Regions from separate parts of the Zea mays genome. Here all the other regions are linked to region 1. Evidence: chromatin contacts called from public Hi-C data. All regions are on one chromosome and are shown on one strand. The core of a region is the stretch at or near the end of the contact, and the rest is flanking DNA. Distances in the headings are between cores, read along the strand shown.

Region 1 (3,005 bases), core at 298-2,797:
AGAACAATTCGAAAAAAGACTTAGCAGTTGGAAAGGAAAGCATCTCACATTGATTAATTCAGTGTTGAATGGCCTACCAATGTATATGATGTCTTTTTTTTGTTGTTCCGAGAGGAGTCCTAAAAAGCTTGATTATTTTCGATCTAGATTTTTTGGGCAACAAGAGGAGAAGAAGAAATACCGTCTAGCGAAATGGAACATTCTGTGACAACCCAAAGACCAAGGAAGCTTAGGAATTAGGGATCTAGATATTTAAAACAAGGCTTTGTTAAGCAAATGGCTTTATAGACTTTTGACAACTGATGGAACTTGGCAATAGTTGATCCACAACAAATACTTGAATGTGAAAACCCTCTCCCAAACCTTTTGGAAATCAAGGGATTCCCATTTTTGGGCTGGGCTTATGAAAGTGAAACAACACTTTTTGAGGTTTGGGACTTTCACAATAAGAAATGGTTCTCGGGTTAGGTTCTAGGAGGACATCTGGCTGGGTTACATCGACCCTACGTGACCAATACCCTTGTTTGTACCATATTGCTAGATATAAACATGTAAGTGTGGCAGATGTATTCAACACTTTGCCTTTAGTTCTATCAAATGATCAGGATGGATTTCGATGGAATCTATCACCATATGGGCAATTCTCAGTGAAGTCACTTACCCTGGCTTAATTCACCTAGACGTACCCAACCTTAACAAAAAAATTATGGAAACTAAAGGCCCCTATAAAAAATTATTCCTTTGTTTTTACAAAAAAGGTAATATTAACCAAGGATAATCTAGCGACGCGAAATTGGAATGGCAGCGTGAAGTGTAGCTTTTGTCTCAACAATGAGACAATTAAGCATCTCTTTCTTCGAGTGCCAGGTAGCGCGGGTAATCTGACATATAGTCCAAATAGCCACAAATCTTTACCCTCTCTCGTGTCGCGAATATGTTTGGTTCATGGCTAGGGGGATTAGTAAAGATTTAAAATTGTTAGCGGTATTACGGGCAGCAGCAGTTTGTTGGGCCATTTGGCGATATAGAAATAACATTGTGTTTGAATGTAAAAATGCGACAAATTCTTTGTAGGTTCTTCATTCGGCTATCCACTGGCTTCGTTCCCAGATTGTGCTACAAAAGTCTATCTTCTAGGAGTTGGTTTTGGCTACCTGTTAACGTTTGGAGCAATGGTCAGGGAGTTTTTTACCCACGCTCATAGGTGGTGATCTAGTCTTACGATTAATTACTATTAGAGTGTTTGGTTTGTTGGTTTTGTTTAGACCATGTGCATCTTGTGCGATGCAGAAGTCACTTTTTTTTCAAGAGAGTTGTGACTTATGATTATTTTGAAGCAATAAAATTTTCTTTATCCAAAAAAAGTAACATGTTAAGTTACTTATTGTGGAACAGACAACTAAACTATTTATTGTTGTCATAATTTATATTCGGAATTTAATCCGAAAAATGTCTAATTTCTCAACAGTGTGTAGTACTATACTGCAGTGCATGACACCGTTACTGTGCATCCTTTTGGAATGATCGCTGCACCTTCCCCATGCTGTGCAGCCGTGCCTGGCGCGGTGGCGCCGATGCAGCAGGACGCTGGTCCTTTTGCTCTTTCCTGGCAGTAGACAAATGCAACATGACTAGTAGGACAGCACGAGCGTTTGCCCACTTGCCGTAGGATGGACGATGGATCCCTAGTTGCAGGACAGATGCCGGTGAAAAATGCAACTATCAGATGAGAACCAGAGGATGGATAGCCCACAGATCAACAGAATCAATGATTATAGAACTCATTGTTGGATCATAAATTTTTGTTAGGCCTTAAAACCATTCAACTTAGGTCTTATTTTAAATTTTAGGACTCAATTATAGGACTCTCTTGGATATGCTCTTAAAAAGTTAAACATATCCAGTTACTTGAGTCAAGATAACATTTCAACTCACACGCAAGTTATTCCCTTAAGAAATTAAACATATTCAGTTAGTTTCATATTCATCCTGTGTAGCTTCTTCAGTTCTGGTGCTCTCTGCTACTTAGGCTGCTATTTTTTAATTATTTAATTATTTCCATTCTGCTTATAGCAACTGAATGTAGAAGCATCTTTGTTTTTTAGCCGATGTATTGTGTTTTCGCATTACAGTTCATTTGTTTTTGCATTAAAGTTCACTCGGCAAAAAACTAATCAAAGCATCTTTGTGTTTTAGCCGTTGTAGTGTGTTTTTGCATTACAGTTGATTTGTTTTTGCATTATAGTTCATTCGGTAAAAAAACTAATCAAATGCTTCTGAAGGGAGACTTGGGCAGATCATTCAGAAGTTGAAAAACGAAGGTATTGATCCCAAGCAGTGGAGACTTGGAAATTTTCAGCGCCTGTTGTGCCCTGCCCACAGATAGCCTGAATTGTATAATCACGAAAACAGTTGCTAAGTGTGCATTATGGATGCTGACAGGTTTATCGTTGTTACCTAATAAATTTTAGACTCCTTTTCCTCCTCCTCCCTCCTAACATAATTAGTCTGACTGAAAATTGTGGCATTTAAATTCTCTATATAATTACATCCTTCCTCATAAGTGGTCTTCTCTTGCAGATTTGCGAGGTTTCTCCTGAAGAACCGTACTGGACAACAACCAACCACCGGAAGAACATCACCTCTGCGATGAACTTGAGTAAGTTTGCAGTCCTTTTTTAAGTTTGTGTAAGGAAATCAAACCACTGTTGTGTTGACAAACTAAAGTAAACGACTTGTATATAGTCCGTAGATACTATCAACTTTTCAATGCTAGAGTTATAAGTGAAATTTCAGACAAAATTGAACAATGCATTTAAACGTTAGAGATTTTTAAAACATTCGACCGGCCAAACCTCATTTAGCTATTTCAGCACCGGATGTCTAATTGCTAGGTGAGACTCTACAACCCACACCTCGTGGTAAAAAGAGTAGAGTTTTACTGGTATTATATTTGCAATTCTTTCTTACCGAGACTCAAAGTGGATTTTAGTAACGACCGCAAA
Region 2 (3,005 bases), core at 271-2,770, 220 kb before region 1:
AACTGATGTTGGTTTAATTTTGCAGTGCTAGTTAACCCAAAAAATTATTTTTTGCTAGTACAACATGGCCAGCTTCGACCAATGATACGCCGTCTAGGTGGTTCCCGCGGACGCAGTAACTTATTCCCGCCTAGATACGCCGTTCCCGCGTGAATCTTCCGCCTAAGCGCGCGAGTGAAACAGCCCGGCCCAGGGGTTCTCTTTTGCGTCTGCCGTTGGAGAATGTTACAAATGCGTACGCGACCTTGTGCTCTGGCGCGAGGCAGATTACTGAATACATCTCTAATTTTAGGTAGCATGGTTGGAGACAGTCTAAGGCGAGCGGGCGACCAATAAATAGGCATAAATGTCGTGGTCATCTTTTCTAAGAACAGAACAAAAGAAAACGTTTTAACCAATGACAAATGTGAGTAATTCCACCTAAACTTTAAGAGTGAGTTAAAAATACATACTAGATTTTGACTGCTTATGGTAGAGTTGGAATGTTTGGCTAAAATTTTATAAAGCTAAGCTAGATTTTGTAAAGTGAAGCAAATCTAAACGCTCCTTAACAAAATGGCTTATATTCTCGATAGAATTGTTAGAATCCGAAAAGAGAAAAAAATCTTTAAAATTGACTTGAAATTGATTTTCGCTTTTACTAGAAGCATATAAGAGCAACTCCAACAGCCTAGCTAAATCAATTAGTATCGGTAAAAATAGAAAAACGGCGCTCAAAACTCGATCCAACACTCTTTCTTCGCTTTTCTTTCCCGCTAGGCATCCTGTTAAGATCGCTAATCATCTTTGGTGAGCACACTCAGCTCACCATCTCCGTTCCCGTGGCTGTGAGCTTGCCTGCATATACGATGAACACGGATTGACCGCAGGGGCGACGCCAGAAAATAAAGTTATTGGGGTCTGTTTTACTAATCATCATCTAAATACACTAGCTAACAATATATTTGTATAGTATTTCTTAAATTTTATAGGGGTCAAGTGACACCAATAAAACCCCCTAGCTTCGCCTCTAATTGACCGGTACAACAGTTCAAAAAGGCAAAGAACAAAATAGGTCACGACGCCACACACTTTGCTGGGTCTATCTCACGGTACCTCTTTTCAAGTTGCTTGAAGTTCTTCTTGGCAATCGCAGTCTACAACAACAACGCCAAACCGACAAGTGATTGATAATGTTGTGATGATAGATATGCAGTATACAGTATGTGTGTAGTACCTTATCTCGTACTTTGACGGTCGGATCGGTACCTCGAGTGGCGGTCTGTTGTCAAATGATTTCCACAAGAATTATAAAGAGTTTGTTTTACCTTAATGTTTAAGAAGTTGTCTATTTTTTTAAGTTCTCATGAAACTCTAAATTTAGCTAGAATTATACATAGACTCTTGGAGTTGCTCAACACATGATATTTCTTCTTCTAGTTTTAAATGCAGTGGTTTTGACCGGATCTATAACGTTTATACCACGCGCTGTAGCACGATCTACGGCCAGGACACGGTCGCCACACGACGACTCCCACCCGCAGCCACCGCACGGCCGTGTTGGCACCAAACCGCGTGGTGGTGTTAGGCTCTTCGCCCAGATCAAAATCGAATCGATCCCCCAACCCGATCGCCTCGTCGTCAAAAAATCCCCATTCGTTCCCCTTCTCGCCTCCACGAGCCTTCACAAATTGCCCTCTCAGCTCTTCTCCTAATCTCACTCTAGCCCTAGCCAAATCCCAGACCCATCCCAGCCCTAGCGACACCAACCAGCTCGCCAGCGACCATGGGGAACCCGGAGAAGCTGATGAATCAGATCTTCGACCTCAAGTTCACCTCCAAGTCGCTGCAGCGGCAGGCGCGCAAGTGCGAGAAGGAGGAGAAGGAGCAGAAGCTCAAGGTCAAGAAGGCGATCGAGAAGGGCAACATGGACGGCGCCCGCATCTACGCCGAGAACGCCATCCGCAAGCGCACCGAGCACATGAACTACCTCCGCCTCGCCTCTCGCCTCGACGCCGTCGTGGCCCGCCTCGACACGCAGGCCAAGATGCAGGTCATCGGCAAGTCCATGCAGTCCATCGTCAAGTCGCTCGACTCCTCGCTCGCCACCGGGAACCTCCAGAAGATGTCCGAGACCATGGACAATTTCGAGCGCCAGTTCGTCAACATGGAGGTCCAGGCCGAGTTCATGGAGGGCGCCATGGCCGGCTCCACCTCCCTCTCCACGCCGGAGACCGAGGTCAACAGCCTCATGCAGCAGGTCGCGGACGACTACGGGCTCGAGGTCTCCGTCGGTCTGCCGCAGGCAGCCGCCCACGCCATCCCTGCCGCCAAGGATAAGGAGAAAGTCGACGAGGATGACCTTTCTCGCCGCCTCGCCGAGCTTAAGGCCCGCGGCTGAGAGGTTGTTTCAGGCTTTATCAGGTGATGATAGATTCATCCTAGCCCCCCGTGACCTTAGCCTATGTTTTGCTGCGGTAGCCTTTGATCATTGTTGAAGAACTGCTATCGTGAATCGTGAGTGTGATGCTTTATAAAATTGTGCCCAATTGCATGTGAAGGTGGTCAGGTATGTATATCTACTACCTGTTGAACCAAGCTTTTTAGCGATTTGAGTTGTACTCTAGAGCAGATAACTTTAGCAAATAATGGCGTACCTTAGCAATGGTATAAGAATTTCACAGGAATTAGTTCAAAAAATACAGGAAAACACAGGATTCAAGAAATAATCCATTGTTCCTAAGGAGGCCTAAGACGAACAATATATATTGTGGGTTCTTTTCTTATATCTTGCACTTACAAATGACCAAATATAGCTGTTAGAGCTAATGTTAATGAGCTTTATTGTCTGTATATGCCTAAAGCAGTATAGCACTCCCTAAAACCACTATCATGGATGTTAAGTGGTTCACAGGCTTGCAGTGCTATAATGAAACCTGATAATGCCGTCGATGGAAATTTCTCTAGGTAGCATCTTAAAAAAGTGGCTGGTAAGTTTATGTTATGAAATAACACTTGCCATAATA
Region 3 (3,005 bases), core at 207-2,706, 180 kb after region 1:
CCATGACGACGGCGGCTCTCAGCCCCTTACGGAAGCAAGGAGACGTCAGCAAAGATTCGACAGCCCCGACAGCTGTCCTTCCGCAGGGCTCCAGCTCTCCTCCGACGGCCACGACATCACATGAACAGGGTGCCAAAACCTCTCCGACTGCCACGACGACATGGACTTAGGGCTCTAGCTCCTCTCTGCTAGACACGTTAGCACACTGCTACACCCCCAATTGTACACCTGGACCCTCTCCTTACGCCTATAAAAGGAAGGTCCAGGGCTCTCGTACGAGAAGGTTGGCCGCGCGGGAGAACAGGCCGGCGCATAAGGCTCTCGCTCTCTCTCTCCCACGCGAACGCTTGTAACCCCCTACCGCAAGCGCATCCATCCGCCCTGGGCGCAGAACAACACGAAGGCCACGGTTTCCCCTTACTGTTCTCCCTCTTTGTGTCCCGTCTCGCGCCGACCCATCTGGGCTGGGACACGCAGCGACAATTTACTCATCGGTCCAGGGACCACCCGGGGTCCAGAAGATGATGAAGGGGGCAACCACACGATTTGTGATTTGCTTGCTTCACATTTTAGGCTTGGACCATATATATGCATATATTTGTGGCAGTTGGAGCCCACACAGAAAATTTGGATCAAGATGTTAGCCATTTAAAGGCGAGTCTGTTTATTTTTGCATAGTCATATGCGCGATCTGCTAGTCATAATATCTATATACGTGTCAAAAGCTCGAGAGTGAAGAACAAACACGATGATTTTAAAATTTCGTGTAACATCTCTCATTAAAGACAATTGAAATGAGATCCCTCAATTAAATTTGGAGAAAATAAAAAAAGCATGGGCACTTTTGCCGTAATGGAAGATTAATTTAGAATGTTTACCCACTTTCTATCCAAACTTATCCGGGAACGCTGTAGATGGACAGAGATGGGGTGTAACATTTACACACCGCCTTACTTAGAAACATTTCAAATTTACAAATTTAAGAAGACATTTCTCACAGTTGTGATTATACAGTTATATTTAGGAGGTGTTTGTTTGGGTTATATAATTTGTTGTTCAAAATTTATTAGATTATATAATCTGTTTAGATTATAAACTTAAACAAACACCCCTTTAAGCATAGACCGTTCACTCAACACAATCATTCCCAATTTCTAATTGCACAACATTGCAACACTAAAAAAGTATTTTAGTCATCTATCCGCATCCATTCATGGTGGCATCAATTTCATATATAGTATACTGTACAAAAAAATCGAACTGAAAACCAGCACCGAAATTCACAAGAAAACGGTAAACAAGAAAAGAATTACCAAAACGTCTGAAAATTACCAAAACACCCTTCTCATCAACCTCATCACCTACCTACACTCCCTCTTCCAGAGAATCCAGTGGCCTCGCCTCTCCTATAAAATGGCGGCTGCCGGTGTCATCCTCTCCTCTCCGCTCTGCTCCCTCCGCCGTGCGCTCGAACGAACTCCACACGAAATTATCCGCGTAAAGTTGGGGAGCAGCGAACCCGTAGCGCGCGCCCCGGATCCCTCCACGGGGGGCAATGGCCTCGTCGGCGTTCCTGCCCGAGCTGGGCACGCAGGTGGTGGTGCCCGTCGCGGCCGTGGTAGGCATCGCGTTCGCGGTGCTGCAGTGGGTGCTGGTCTCCAAGGTGAAGCTCTCCCCCGAGCCGCGCCGCGGAGACGGCTCCGCCGGGAAGAGCGGCGCCGGCGCCGGCGCCAGCGAGTACCTCATCGAGGAGGAGGAGGGGCTCAACGAGCACAACGTCGTCGTCAAGTACGCCGAGATCCAGAACGCCATCTCCGAAGGTGAGGCTGTGCGCCCATGCCGCTGTTCGTGTTTTCGGATTTTTGTGGATCCGAGGGCGCTTGATCGTAGATCTTGTGGTTCTGGCTGTTTAGTGGTTGAGAAGCTCGACTGCTTTGCTTCGGTGTTGGGTGGGTGGTCGTTCTGCAGTTTTTATTGTTTTGTTTGCTTGCGGCGGGAACCTAATAAGTTTTACTTACTCGATTATGGCTCATATCAGTTTGCAGTGCAGAGTCCACCAGGCGCGCGAATAGAATTTCAGGCGTTTCTTAATTCTTTAGGCGGTTCAGTTTAAAACTGTGCTCTCGATCAGCTAGTGTTCCTTGTTTGTTAGTTTGTTTTATGGATTAAGGCAATTCAGTCTAAAACTGTGCTCTCGATCAGATGGTGTCCCATGTTTGTTAGTTTGTTGCATGGATTTTTCCTGCCGTGTGCCTGCACAGTCAGATCCAACAATAAACTACGGATGCTCCCGCTTAACACAGCGCATCTTATAGTTTTTAGCTGCGTGTGTCCTTATTGCGGTAACTAAACTGTTTCTCGTCCCTACTAGATTTTTTTGTGAGATATTTGTGGTGGGGCTGGATGTGTTCATATATACAGATCTAATGGCAGTGCTCTGTTCTCAAGAGGTCCCGGTATAAGTCCTTGCTGTGACCATCCTGTGGCCTGTGCTGTGACCATCTTGTGGCCTGTGGGGATAGGATAAGTTACTGCAGGCAGCAGATACGTTGCTTGCTGCACCTGTGGTCCTTGCTTCCCTAGTAGGATAACTCGATAACGAACTTTCCGTGGATTTGCATTATTGTAGCAGGTAGAAAATAGTTTTGTTTTCAACCGCATCCGCTGAACTTGGAAGGAATCGTAGTCGTAGAACAGACGCACATGGACCAGAGATCTTGTGGTCCATTCAACAGTGTCATGTAAGGTAATTATTAGTGCACAGTGCCTGTCTGAAGGTGCCTGCAGAGTTTAAAAGCAGTTTGTCCTCTGTTGGGTGGGTGCTTGCATTATTGGCTGCCTCATGTTGGTAATGATATTGGCTGGATTCTGGCCATGTCTTTGCTCAGGATTTGTTTCTTACAATAGGATTAGCATTATGGTGATTGGTTTATGCTTCCCTTGCAGAGCCATACTATGCTCATTATCCTTACAGGAATCAGCAGAGTAGTCCGTATGAAGATTTT
Region 4 (3,005 bases), core at 204-2,703, 160 kb before region 1:
CGTTACGAAAAACGATCTAGCACCGGGAAGGGCTACTGTTGGGGTCATGCTTCGTCGCCGAAGGTCCTGTAGGAAGACACACCTTCGGCAAATCCGCTTAAACGTAGTGCCGAAGCTACCACTCATGAAGCTTCGGTATTATAACGTATCTGAAGACGAGGGTTCGAACCGACTTAAAGATGAAATGACTTCTTAGTCCATAAGGGTCTGAGTCATAATTGTAATCTTTTGTAAGGGGTATGATTGTAATTTCTCACAGGCTGCGTCCTGTACCTATAAATAGATGAACAATACACCTTTACTGTTCACGCAATTCTGTAATCATTGACGCATCACACTGGAATTATTGTTCTTTGTCAAGGCAAAGGTATAAATATACTTAAATATTGTGTTTTAATATTTAAGTTTGTATAATAAAATATATGTTTAATAATATCTGTCTTTGATATAAATTTCTTTAATTTTTTATATTCTAGCATTGTTTACATTGTTCTATAGAACTAATCACGAAGGTAAGACCTTCGTGATATTTTGCTTATGGTCTTCGTCCGAAGTTCATTATATCCTAAGGGAGATAATGCTTCAGCGGACGAAGGACATTAACGTTTAACATTTTATGTTGCCTTATTCTTAATTCATAGCATTTGAGAACAAGACCCCAACACGTAATATAGATACAATTGATGTAGTAGTACATTGGTAGAGGATGGTATGCGCGAGAGAGGTTGCGAGTTTGAATCTCACCAATTACAAAACATGTTTGTCGAATTTTGTTTGCCGAGTGTAACATTTGGCAATTGTGAGACAGTAGCCAAAGAACACGAGTCCGGTAGTGACACGATATATTTATTTATTTATTTTAATTTGATTATTATTATATCTTGGTGAAGCTAGTTTAACGTAGAACTAACTCAGAAGTTGATTTACTTAGAACGGAGAGGGAACTATCAGGTGCCCGTCTCAAACAATCAGCTAAACCATCTACAGAGAAAATCTCTTCAGCAGCGGTGGTACTTCCTCTGGTCCAAATTAAATAAGCGGTCCTGGCTTTTTTGAATACAATATAGTTCTAGTAAAACTGGGACTCCCACGCTGCAGATTTGCGAGACCTAAAAGCAAAAGCGCTCGTCCAAACCGGACGCCCACAGATTTGTGCGAGAGACCGGCGGCATGCATGCATGCAGCAAGCCGGATGCCGGAATGAACAAGGCGACAAGAAGACAGGAGTGGTGGTGGCCATGGCCAGGCCAGGCAAATGATAAAGGTAGACTAAGCACAGGAGGGAAAAAGATAGTAGTACTAGCACCGAAGCGGGCACGGGCAGCTAGCCTCGCATAGCAGGCATTCGCACGTTCCACCGGAAGGGGGATAGGACAGGTAGGGTATACGCGCGGGAGTCGTGTGGCCTTGGCCGGCCAGCTGCATGCAGAGCTGCTTGCATTTGGCCGCCGCCCGTCGGGTTCACGAGTCGCATAAGGCCAACGTACAGTGTACGGCTGTACGCGCGCTCGCACGCCCCAAGCCGGCCCACCACGGCTCACGGACGCACACGCACGCCGCCGCCGGATGCGGGCGAAAACTGAGCGCTGTGGTGGCGCAAAGCGCAATGCATGATGGTGGTGTGGCTGCGAAACCGCCGGCGCCGGTGTTATTCTCATGCGCGCAGGCATAGCTGGCGTTGGCAAACTGGCAAATGCTGTGTACGAACCAATCGGATGGGCCGGGTACGGCAAGGGTGGCATCGAGTTCGGGGGCATGCAGCCGAGTGCGGCGCCGCGGTGGAGTAACACGCCGCCACTCACGCACGCGGCCTAGAGATGGCAATGGCTGCTCGAAACCCGGTGAGTTTTTGATCTATTAGGGTATGAGTTTGAGTCAATTTCTTTACCTATGAGGGCTTGTTCGGTTAGCTCTCAATCCATGTGGATTGAGTGGAATTGGGTGGGTTTAAATCCCAAGCAAGTCAAATTTCTTCACAATTTTTTTCAATCCCGTTCAATCCATAGATAACGGGATTAACCGAACAATGCCTGAGTTTGTTAATGGGTTCAAATGGAAACCCAACGGGTACGTGAGCATGAGTTTGTTCTTCCACTACTCATACCCGCAAACCCATGGATTTTTAAAACTCGCCTTAAAATTAACATTCCTTATAAATATGTATCGTAATATTATTAATTAAATATTTTTTAATTAAAATAAACTTCATGTAACAAATTTTAAGCTAAAATTAGTTATCACTTGTTTCTTTTATCTTAGCTTATTAATGTATAGATTGTCATTTACATGATGAATTATTTTTATGTTGATGTTAGTAGGTATGGGAAATCCGTTGGGTACCCGAAACCCGCATGGGTATGAGTTTGGACAAAATTTTATACCTGTCATGGATATGAGTTTTTTAGCGGGCGTGTTTTTTCTTCGCGAGTATGGGTTTGGGCAAGTAATACTCAGCGGGTTTTTACCCACGCACGCCGACGAGCGAGGTGAGAGCTAGCTAGCGCGTCTGTCGGCGCATCCTTCGTCCTAGACTCCTAGTAAATCAATATAGTAGCCGCTAAAAATCAGCGGACAACCTGAAACCCTAAACCTAGTAAATCAGCTTAAGAACAATGTTTGGGAGAGCAAGGAAAAGTTAGGGGATTGAAGAGATTAAAATTCTCTTACTATTCTAAGGTGATGTTTGCTGATTTGCTGGTGTCTCTTAGCGGATAACACAGCTAACAACTAGCTATTTGCTGGTTTCTCTACTTCATCCGAGGACTGAAGCAAATGCTAAAGTTGGGTTAGAGATGATGGAACCTACTGCGCGGGGAATTGTAGCTAGAATAATTGTGAGGAGTTTAGGGCTTATTTGAGAGCCAGGAAATAGAGGAGATTGGATAGACTAAAACCCTCTTTTATTTAAAATTGAATAATCATGCATGTGAACAATAATCATTTGTTGCTTGTTTTGCATATCAATATTCAAATTATGTGTGTATATATATATATAGCTAGAGTAT

The links. Hi-C and Micro-C count contacts between places; a contact is called where the count stands out from the background.
Region 2: a Hi-C map of leaf shows a contact between it and region 1, with 4 times the contacts expected there. The contact joins the promoter of LOC542116 here to the enhancer-like site in region 1. A contact is called at or near these places in 8 of 25 Hi-C or Micro-C datasets (bundle sheath, ear, leaf and 2 more) and 2 of 3 datasets of contacts at active chromatin or transcription factors (leaf and seedling).
Region 3: a contact with region 1 is called in a Hi-C map of ear, with 2.0 times the contacts expected there. The contact joins the promoter of LOC100280334 here to the enhancer-like site in region 1. A contact is called at or near these places in 2 of 25 Hi-C or Micro-C datasets (bundle sheath and ear).
Region 4: a Hi-C map of tassel shows a contact between it and region 1, with 4 times the contacts expected there. The contact joins two enhancer-like sites. A contact is called at or near these places in 2 of 25 Hi-C or Micro-C datasets (ear and tassel).

What each region holds. Positions count from the first base shown.
Region 1 is chr9:99,686,838-99,689,842 of Zm-B73-REFERENCE-NAM-5.0, reverse strand. No RefSeq gene overlaps it. Among protein-coding and RNA genes, the nearest start is that of LOC100275248, 20 kb to the right of the region's middle. Within about 2 kb of position 1,547, at least 13 of the 20 cell types and tissues checked have an H3K27ac peak or open chromatin away from gene starts, as enhancers often do. A contact at or near this core is called in bundle sheath, ear, leaf and 2 more, where this site is marked.
Region 2 is chr9:99,908,688-99,911,692 of Zm-B73-REFERENCE-NAM-5.0, reverse strand. LOC542116 (superal 1) reads left to right here and starts at 1,520. Exons shown (of 2, transcript NM_001329492.1): 1 at 1,520-2,403. The coding sequence starts at 1,766. The coding sequence ends at 2,380.
Region 3 is chr9:99,510,180-99,513,184 of Zm-B73-REFERENCE-NAM-5.0, reverse strand. It overlaps LOC100280334 (vacuolar-type H+-pyrophosphatase5), which reads left to right and starts at 1,456. Exons shown (of 8, transcript NM_001153260.1): 1 at 1,456-1,820. The coding sequence starts at 1,556.
Region 4 is chr9:99,847,184-99,850,188 of Zm-B73-REFERENCE-NAM-5.0, reverse strand. No RefSeq gene overlaps it. Among protein-coding and RNA genes, the nearest start is that of LOC103640108, 10 kb to the right of the region's middle. Within about 2 kb of position 1,453, at least 19 of the 20 cell types and tissues checked have an H3K27ac peak or open chromatin away from gene starts, as enhancers often do. A contact at or near this core is called in ear and tassel, where this site is marked.